Regions from separate parts of the Sus scrofa genome. Here region 2 is linked to region 1. A link is a contact called in public HiChIP or PLAC-seq data. All regions are on one chromosome and are shown on one strand. Each heading gives the region's core, a stretch centred on a gene start, on an enhancer-like site or on the middle of the called end of the contact. The rest is flanking DNA. Distances are from core to core; before and after follow the strand shown.

Region 1 (4,860 bases), core at 669-3,168:
TTCAAAGCAGGCATCACTTCATTCAGTAACTAAAGAAATTAGGAACCGTTGACTCAAGGTTGAGACTACACATGAATTAAACTTTAGGCACCTAAACTGTATGACCTAGAAGAAAATTCATGTGCCCCACGCGCTGAGCCGTGTGGACCCTGAGTCAGGACAGAGCACCCCGATGTTCTGCCGGTGGTCACGGTGAGAAATGCCACGTGACAGTAATTTATAGTCTCACATTGGCGGTCTCTCAAAAACCATCTAAATCCCAGCCTTCTCATATTACCGGTTATGGAATTGTGGCCCAGAGAAGTCACATAGTTTGCTCAAGGTTACAATAATTCATGGCTGTCAGACCTGTGACTTCTACCCCAGCAATTTGATGCTAACCAGTTCTGCCTGATATTCCCATACTTTGGGGGGTTAACTGATTAAAATGCATAATTTGCTCTGAACTTGCGTATTTTTATTTTCTGCACTTCTTTAACTCTTTATGATTAATAGCTGATATCAGGAGATTGAAGTAGGATTTTTATTTATTTTATTTTATTTTATTTTGCTTTTTAGGGCCGCATCTGAGGCATATGGAGGCTCTCAGGCTAGGGGTTCAATCAGAGCTACAGCTGCCAGCCTACACCATAGCCACAGCAATGCCAGATCCAAGCCACATCTGCAACCTACACCACCGCTCATGGCCACGCTGGATCCTTAACCCACTGAGCAAGGCAAGGGATTGAACCTGCATCCTCATGGTTCCTAGTTGGATTCGTTTCTGCTGTGCCACAACGGAAACTCCTGAGTAGAATTTTTAAAAGGTGGCCTTTCTTAATTAGAGAGAGCTCTTTTGAGCGTTTCTGTCTTTGTAATAGGGAAGGGGAAATTCCTATATTTCCTTTCTTCTTTAAATGTGCTGGAATCTGTAAGTGGAAACCTTATGTCTGCATTTATGGAAAAAAATATGGAAAACGGATTAAACTGGTCAAATTGGGAATTTCAAAATATGCCTATTCGCCACTAGGTGTCACCATAGCCCACTGTAATTAAAAGCTGAGCCGAATGATTTTTTTGGGGGGGTGGGGTGGGGGGGGATGTCAATAGCAGCATTTTTCCTGAAGCAGGACGCAGCACCTCTCTCTCGCTCTCTTTTTTTATCCCCCCCCCCCCCACCAGCACTGGTATCCCTTATCTAAGCCCTAAGCAGAAAAATTAGTTAGGAATAGATTTCACATAGAGGTTTTCATCGTCCATGAAATAGAGTGCCGAGAGGATTTTAGTGACCAAAACCGCGCGTCTCAGCCGTGTTAAATAACGACAGTGTTCATCTTGGCTTGAGAGTCCACTCCGCATGCACGTGTCACACGAGAGACGGGGTGCAGGGGTGCAAGGAGGGGCATCACCTGTGGTGGTTCTGCAGGAGCCGCAGCTTGGCTGCCTCAAGGGCACTTGACTGGGCCCGGCTGACCGGAAACCAGATGGGCCTCTACTTTCTCCTGCACCAATTTGCAGCATCACACGTGTGCCTGTATGAAGGCTCTTCAGGTAAAATACCCACTTTGGGCTGAAATGAAGCTGTGAAGGAGTTTTCAGAATGAGGCTATCTCATCTGTCATGGACTTTGGCGTTTCAATCCCTTGTTTCAGAAAAGAAAACAAAGATCGAAGACGACATTTGGGGTTCCCTTCATTTCTGCGTGGCCCTCCCTGGTGGGTAGGTGTCGCTCTGTTGGATTTCTCATCATCGGAACCCCTTGAAGACCCCCTGCTTTATAAGATGGAGCCCACCCCCCACTTTGTGAATGAAAACTGAGACTGTGTCAGGCTCCCTTGCAGTGGGGTCAGGGGCTCGTGCCAGGGCTCCTGCCAGGCAGATCCCTCGGCACACCCACCAGTGTGAGTCAGGAGTTGTCACGCGGAAAAGGGGAACTGCAGGTCCTTCCGGTGACAGTGGTGGGGAGCGGCTGCCATCCGTTTCCAGGGGCAACAGTGCTGAGCCGTCTGGAAGCCGCTTAGGGCTGCTGCAGAAAACCGTGGCGGCGGAAAGAGACGAGCAGCCTTCGGAGCCGTGGAAGAGCCAGGTTTATTCAGCACCGGTGCGGCTCAGAGGCGGTGTCTCCAGAGTCTGAGCACCAGGTCTTTGTTCACATAGCTTTTATACAACACAGACCTGCAGGTCTTAAGCTTTTCCCAGTACATAGTCCTGGGCCTCCCCCTTCCCTGAGCAGAGTTCCCGCCTAGGAAGCTGAGCCACCAAGAGGACAAAAGTGAAGCGGATACACAATATGCTTGGAGCCAGGTTGGCAGGGCTGCTAGCGAGGACATAAGGCACATCCTTGCTACAAGCTTACAAGGGTGGTATGGGGCTAGCAAAGCTGCTGATGGGCACACAGCTGCCTCTTCAGCTGGGGGGTTGTGTCTCTAGTGAAAACTCTTCCCTCGGGGCGATCCGGGTTTGGAGTGTTGGCACTGAGTGCCTCTTCCCGGGGCTGTGCTGCCGATGGCCCTCGTGTGGGACGGTTTTGCAGCAGGAGTTACAGTGAGTTTCCAACCTGTGAGCCTTGTGGCGAATCTAAGAGCTGCCCAATAGCCCAGCAATGCATAAATTCCTTTTGTGCTTCCTCAGCTTTTCGTTTTGTCTTATTTTTGCTTACAACAAAGCATGCTGACTCACATATTTCCAGTTTCCAATGCACTGAAATGTTGATGCTTATATCGTGATAAAATAAGACCTATCAGCCTTTCTTACCAGATTGTCATGGGTTTCCTCTTAGCTGCCAGTAATAAGCTGGATAAAATAGTGGTGGTGGGCATGGTGTGTGTCCTGCGTGTGTGTGTGTGTGTGTGTGTGTGTGTGTGTGTGTTCACAACCAGGAGAGATGTCTGCCAGCAGAGGCCAAGGAGCCAGGTCCTGGCCTTGGTATTTATTTATTTATTTGTTTGAATTCTGAATCTTCCCTTCATGTTTCAGAACACCACATACACGTTATAGTACCTGTAGCTAGAGGAATATCACAGCCATAAATGGAGAAAAACAGGAGTTTCCATCATGGCTCAGTGGTTAAGGAATCCGACTAGGAACCATGGGGTTGCGGGTTCGATCCCTGGCCTTGCTCAGTGGGTTAAGGATCCGGCGTTGCCGTGAGCTGTGGTGTAGGTTGCAGATGTGGCTCGGATCCCCCATTGCTGTGACTGTGGTGTAGGCCGGTGGCTACAGCTCCAATTCGACCCCTAGCCTCAGAGCCTCCATATGCTATGGGAGCGGCCCTAGAAAAGGCAAAAAGACAAAAAAAAAAAAAAAAAAAAAAAAAGGATAGAAACAGAATGTAGCTATATAGGAGGAAAGGTGTGGGCTCCTTGCCCTGGAGCAGTTATTAAAGTCCCTGTGGAGTTCCCACTGTGGCTCAGCAGTAATGAACCTGATTAGTATCCATGAGGATGGAGGTTTGATCGCTGGCCCCACTCAGTTGGGTTAAGGATCTAGTGTTGCTGGGAGCTGTGGTATAGGTCGCAGATGTGGCTCAGATGCGGCGTTGCTGTGGCTGTGGGGTAGGCTGGCAGCTGCAGCTCCTATTTGATCCCTAGCCTGGGAACTTCCATATGCCCTGGGTGCCACCCTAAAAAGAAAAAAAAAAAAAAACTCCCCAGTGCTGGCGGATCTGTTGTAGACCTTGTCTACACATCCACGGCACCTCGCCTCAGACCCCCAGTTAAAATGTCTCATTCTGTATCTTTTTGCCGTTCGTTCCGTACCCGATGCTTCTTACTGGGCGCTTGGATGTTTTCCAGAGCTTAGTGACTGTGAACTTTGGGATCCGACAAACCCGAGCTGAAATTCCAGCATTGGCAGTTTTTTTGCCAGGTGATCTCAGGTGTGATTTACTTAAACTTATGTAAAAACGGATGTTTAATCACACAAGTAATACACAAAACTCTTCTCCCCGTGAAGAGTAAACAATTACAGATGAAGTTAGATAAAGCTCCGTGACACCCCTTCTGCGCCCTGGTGCCTGCCTCCCGCAGGAAAACACTGTCACCCTTTTCCTCCCCTGCCCGGTGGGTGTGAGAAAAACTCCTAACCAGGCTTGTGGTGAGCCTCCCTCACTCGGGAAACTGGGTTAAAACCCACTTGCTTAGAGAAGCCATTCCCTATCTTGATCTTCAATCTTCCATCAGATTCCCCTGCTCTCTGCTCTCACGATACCACACTTCTTCATAGCACTTTCTTGCCTGTGACTTATTTTCTTAATTACAGTAGAATATTATTTACCTAGCACATGCAGGACCTGGTCTGCAAAAGACGGATGAACTCTGCAAAGCTTAGATAATATTAATCCCAGAGAAAATAGAGCAAGAAAAAAAAAATGTCTTGTCACCAGTCCATGTATTCCATGCCCAGGGTGTATTTCGTATCTGTCTAGAAATATATACATTTGCATTCTCACGACGCTCCACAGTTGAATCAATGTGGATTTCAATCCCTTAGCTCATGTATTCAAGACATGAAATTTCTCATGGCCTCTGATGTGATGTCAGAATCTCTGGCTGTTCTGGAAGTTCATTGAACTGTCGCATGAGGGTAGGGACCGTTAACAAAATAAACTGAGACATACTACAAATTTTAAGAGTTTATTTGAGCCCGTGCTGACTCGGATTGGGCAGCATCTGATCTAGAAGGTAGAGAGGCGCTGCAACGAGCTGGACCCCGGGGAAAGACGTTGAGGCAGAGGGAGCAGGAACAGGGGAAGTATCTTTGCAAAAAGGCGGGGACTGGTGATGGCACCGTCACTTTCCTTTAAGTGATGGTGGGGGCTATTCCTGGGGCTGATCAGGTGGATCCTGATGGCCTGGGTTAAGATTCCATTTCTGGGAGAGC
Region 2 (5,526 bases), core at 1,402-3,901, 94 kb after region 1:
CCTTTGATACCAGCCACTTCCCCGGCCACCCTGAAGAGGGGGCCGAGCTGACCCTGTTCTCCCCCAGGATGTGTTCTGTGAAGGAGAGACGAGGAGAGAGTAGGACATAACCGAATCACTTTGTTGTGCAACGAAATTATCACAACGTTGTGAATCAACTATAGGTCAATAAAACTTTAAAGTAACAACGATGGAAAACACGTGACATTTCTTAACAATCTGCCTTTCCATGGTTGAATCTCCCCAGTGTGCACACACCCTGATTCTCAGATGTATTAGTCTCACGATCCTCTCTGAAACACGAAAATTATAGATCGGAAAAAAACCCGGAAGGAGTGCATGCATGATTGCTGTGTCTCCTGTCATCTCTTGTGATAGAGCCAAGGTAGCTTGTATCTGTGTGTCTGTGCCTGTGCCCCATTTGTGGCTGCATTTGAATCTGCTCAAGAGAAAGGGACCGTCCTTGAGAAATCCCCGGGATTTTGTCATGAAAGCCAGGCATCTGGTTTCCCTCATGACTTTCCTGATCCTTGGCCAGAGTAAATGGCAAGGGGCCCTTGTGAAAGTGACTAATGGTGAAAGTCATTTAGTTCCTGGAATCTCCAAGGAGGCTTAACTTGACCTTCACAGGGCGCTTCCCTCAAGCCCCCATCCTGCATTTCAGGTGTGTGCGGAAGGAAGCCTGGGTCCACTGGGCGGTCAGTCAGTGAGGCCCCCAGGTGTTTCTGCTTGGAGCGACTTACAGAAAGACTCATGGGCAGACCTCATACCATCTTCTGAAGATTCTAGAGGAAAGACAGATGGCCCTAGAAGCTTCTCTGTTTTCCATGGAAACTGTGTAGGTTGCTATGTGGTTGATCATGAATCAAATGATTTGGCTTTGATCGTCTCCTATGGTTGTGTAATCTCAGGTCAGTCACCACATGTGTGAATATTAATCATTGGCCTTTGCCTTGTGTGTGCCTTTTTGTTTGTTTGCTTTTTTTGGTGTCTTGAGCACTTTGACTCTGTGCCTTCAGATGTACTGATAACAGTTTACTACCTTTAGTTCAATAGAAACTGGTTAGTGTCCAGGTTTAGTTACTGTGGGTGAAAGTCACACTTGGTGTTTGTGTGTAAGGGATGTGACGCTCATCCACGCAGAAACTGATGCCGAAGCTTGTCTGTTACCACCAGCCAGGCCCATAGGGATTCAACTGCGGACTTTATAAAACCGAGAGAGCTCACTGAGCTGGACCACACCCATATGATAAGCGACGTGTAGCTTACTAAATAAATAAATATATTCCATTAGTAATGAATTTTATTTAAAAACCATTTATTACTTCCCACTCTGCTTGGGGAATTGTTCTGAACACTGAAAGCAGAGCAGAGAGCAAAACAGATTCCTGCCCTCCTGGAACTTCCGTGCCAGTGGCAGTGGTGGTGCGGACAGCAAGCAAATGGGTGAATAAGGGATGTAACGCGTGGCAGGGACGTGTGAGCCACGAGAGGAGAAGAGTAGACGATAATGGGAGAGAGTAAGGAACAGGTGCTGGGAGAGTGCTGCATCGCAGGGCGTGCACCTGTCCAGAAAGAACAGCATCTCCTCCGGTAGGAGATGATGAGATGGTGGATGGAGCAGTGCTTGAAGCCTTTTTGGATAACGGAGGCCTTTGTGGACTAACCTGAGGAGGCTGGGTTGTGTTCTTAGCGATATGGGAAGTCACACGATTTCCCAAGGAAGACAATGATAGGATTTTACTCCCTTTTTTAAAATTGCTTTTGAGGGCTGCACCTGTGGCATATGGACGTTCCCAGGCTAGGGGTTGAATCCGAGCCACAGCTGCTGGCCTACACCATAGCCACAGCAATGTGGGATCCAAGCCGTGTCAGCGACCTCTGCCACAGCTCACGGCAAGGCCAGATCCCCAAACCACGGAGCAAGGCCAGGGATCGAACCCGCATCCTCATGGATACTAGTCAGATTCATTTCTGCTGTACCACAACAGGAACTCCTTCCCGTTAAAAAGAATCCGTGTTTGCTCTAGAGCATAGACTTAGCAAGAGAGGAAAAACAGAAGCAGGGAGATGGGATGGGAGCCTCGGGGGGAGGCCAGGGGAAGCTGATGGTGCCTGGTCTGGGGCTGGGGCATCGAACACAGCAGAGGTAAAGCGCCCGTCCCGATTCACAGTAAAATCTAGACGAAGAGTGGCTGGGATGCGCCGAAGGAGTGGATGTGGGATGTCGGGGAGAGAGAGGAGTCAGGGAAACACTCAGGTTTGGGGCCGAGCAGAGGGTGCCTCAGAAGGGTCCCTCGTGGCCCAGGGGAGGCTTTGCGGGGAAGGAATGGATTGGATGCCTGGGTGAGAATGAAGAGTTCCCTTTGATTGCGTTACCTTTGCAAAGCCCGTGAGGAGACACCACGCACTGCTGGATGCAGGAGTCTGGCTTTTAGAGAGAGGGGAGGCTGGAGGTGCCCCAGCACAGGGATGGGATTTGGGGGGCACCTGAGGAGTAAGCACCGCCAGAGAAGAGAAGGGCGTCAACTCTGAGGAAGTGAGGAGAGGCAGGAAGAAGGGGGTGTTCCAGTGACGACGCAGGGAGTGGGCGTGGGGAGACGGGCTCCAGGGGGATCATCAGCTCCTGAAGGCCGCGAAGAGAGAAAGTATTATTTTAAAGGAGGAAGTCTGGGTGTGTCAGATGCTGCTGATGGATCAAGAGGAAGAATGATCAGCGTTCCCGTGGTGGCGCAGTGGTTAATGAATCCGACAGGGAACCATGAGGTTGCAGGTTCAATCCCTGCCTTGCTCAGTGGGTTAAGGATCCGGCGTTGCCGTGAGCTGTGGTGTAGGTTGCAGACGCGGCTCGGATCCCGCGTTGCTGTGGCTGTGGTGTAGGCTCCCATTGGACCCCTAGCCTGGGAACTTCCATATGCCATGGGAGCGGCCCAAGAAATGGCAAAAAGACAAAAAAAAAAAAAAAAAAAGAGAGAGAGAGAAAGAATGATCATTCACCCCTGGAGTGTGAAAGAGGAAGATTCTTGGGCAGTCATTAACAAGATGGGGGATGTTTTTAAGTTTCTCAAAGAGCCCTTTCTTTTCTCATCCCAGGTCTCCGTTGTCTGCTAATACTTTCCTGTCTTTCTCATAGTCAGAATCCTGTAGTCACCTCAGTAGCCACGATTAATTCTTTGGAGAAAGCTTTTCTTTTCTTTTTTTCCTTTCATAACTAAATGTGAGGGCCTCTCGCTCTTAGGCCGTTGCTTACAATAAAGACTGTGGACTCTGTATCTATGGTCAGCGTTTCACACCTATTTCCTGCCACTCTCTGGGGTCTCCGCGTTAGAAACCGTAAGGTAACTTTTGAAAACCAAGTTCCATTTAGCTTTCCCCACTAATATCTAAATAGTGTGCTGCTGCTGCTGCTGCTTTGTTAAATGGCCACAGGAGCAACATATGGACGTTCCCAGGGACTGAATCTGAGCCACGAGCCCCGGCTGCGGCGATGCTGAATTCTTAGCCCCTTAAAGAAGAGGACACAGCGGGACAGTGTATTCTTTTGAATTTCCTGTTATGCCCACTTGCCAATGTTGATCCCACGGTGTGTTGATTCCTTGGTATCTTCGTGTTTCAGGAGGGCCGATCTCTCCAGGAGGGAAAGATTCGTCCTTACCGTGTCACAAGGCTTCCAGGCAAATGGGTGCGGTAAGTCGTATCTCCCTGGGAACATTCTTTTTCCCGCTTCTTCTTGTCCAGCCTTTCGGTTAGCAGCTCGCTTACGTGGTCACTGGCTATCTCGTGGGAAAAGTGAAACTTTACAGTTCTTCAAATGTTGCAGAGGGAAACACCTTTAGAAAGGGCAGAAGGTCAAGGAATGTATTTTAGGGGAAACCACTACTCTTAACCCGCACCTTCTCATTAACTGCCTGGAACACGGAAAGAGGAGGAAACGGGAAAATGCTGCATTTTAGTTAGTGGAGGTGGGTCGAACTTGGGGGATTTGGAGGTTTATCTCACATGTTGAATTTTTGCCTGGGAACTTTCCGGGGAGTAAAGACAGAACAATTCCTGTTTCCTTGGCAGGAATTTTTGAGAAATGAAAAACCTTTTCAGTGTATGATTAAAAAGAAAAAAAAAAGCCTCTGCGGTGGCCTGAGCATATTGGTCAGTCTCATGTCAGCAGTTCAGCTGACATCTGAACACTTCATCTGTCCCCAGCATCAGGCGGGACCCTCTTTATCAGCTTTCTTAATTTTCCCAACCATCCCATTACATTTTATTTTATCTAATAAATTAGACAAATTATTTTATCTAATCCATTAAATTAGATTTTATTGATATCTATTTACTAATACATTCAAAATAGAAGAAACTTTTTTTTTTCTTTTTTTTGCTATTTCTTGGGCTGCTCCTGCAGCATATGGAGGTTTCCAGGCTAGGGGTCGAATCGGAGCTGCAGCCACAGGCCTACGCCAGAGCCACAGCAACACCAGATCCAAGCCGCATCTGTAACGTACACCACAGCTCAAGGTAACGCTGGATCCTTAACCCACTGAGTGAGGCCAGGGATCGAACCCGCAGCCTCATGGTTCCTACTCAGACTCGTTAACCACTGAGCCACGATGGAAACTCCATAAAATATAGGAAACATTATATAGAGGAAAATTCCAGCACCAAGCATGGGTAGGTAGTTTTATTAAAAACACACAGGGAGTTCCATTGTGGCTCAGCGGTAACAAACCCAACCAGTATCCCTGAGAACGAGGGTTTGATTCCTGGCCTCATTCAGTGGGTTAAGGATCCAGTGTTACCATGGGCTGTGGTGTAGTTTGCACATGTGGCTCGGATCTGGTGTTGCTGTGGCCGTAGCATAGATGCAACTGCAGCTCCTGTTTGGCCCCTAGCCTGGTAATGTCCACATGCTATTGGTGTGGCCCTAAAAAAAAAAAAAAAAAAAAAATGCACACAGGAAATAAATGAGGGACCCCCAACTTTGAGTCCAGAGCCCATGTCTAACATGCAGATGGCCCAAGAGCCAGATGGATGCATGCACAGCTGAGCTGTGGGCAGTCTCATCAATGCAGTTCTGAGCACCCTGTTCTGAACCCATGGCCAAAGCAGGTCATGGTCTTCTGAAAAGGCCACAGAGTAGGTTTCCTGTGGAGCCTTCACAGTGGATCACGGCATTGCTGACTTTGGGGGACTCATAAGCAGAGACAGAAGATCAGGAGAGTGCTGACTTTTGGGCTTGTGTGCAGTACGCCTCCATGAATAGTAAGCCAGTTGTTGCTGAGAATCTTTCCCAGCTGGGATGGGAAGTCCCTCTGTATCACGTATTCATCCATACACTCTGGAAGGGGATATGTGCTGTAGGGATGGCAGCTGCTAGCGGTATCCACAGCCAGATGCTCACTTGAACAATTCACACAGGGACAGGCGGCGATGGACCCTAGGAAAGCTCCTCCACATCCCGGGCCACTGAGTTACTTAGAGGATGGAGAGTGGAGATACGGAGAATGATGAGTTGACCTGAAGTGTCTGGGT

The links. HiChIP or PLAC-seq counts read pairs in DNA pulled down with a chosen protein or histone mark.
Region 2: a contact with region 1 is called in an H3K27ac HiChIP or PLAC-seq map of alveolar macrophages. The contact joins two enhancer-like sites. A contact is called at or near these places in 3 of 47 Hi-C or Micro-C datasets (liver, omental adipose tissue and subcutaneous adipose tissue) and 1 of 2 datasets of contacts at active chromatin or transcription factors (alveolar macrophages).

What each region holds. Positions count from the first base shown.
Region 1 is chr10:1,105,718-1,110,577 of Sscrofa11.1, forward strand. No RefSeq gene overlaps it. Among named protein-coding and RNA genes, the nearest start is that of RGS13, 26 kb to the left of the region's middle. Within about 2 kb of position 1,919, at least 35 of the 83 cell types and tissues checked have an H3K27ac peak or open chromatin away from gene starts, as enhancers often do. A contact at or near this core is called in alveolar macrophages, where this site is marked.
Region 2 is chr10:1,199,275-1,204,800 of Sscrofa11.1, forward strand. LOC102166310 (a long non-coding RNA gene) reads left to right here. Exons shown (of 12, transcript XR_002336117.1): 2 at 3,617-3,687. Among named protein-coding and RNA genes, the nearest start is that of RGS1, 50 kb to the left of the region's middle. Within about 2 kb of position 2,652, at least 2 of the 83 cell types and tissues checked have an H3K27ac peak or open chromatin away from gene starts, as enhancers often do. A contact at or near this core is called in alveolar macrophages, where this site is marked.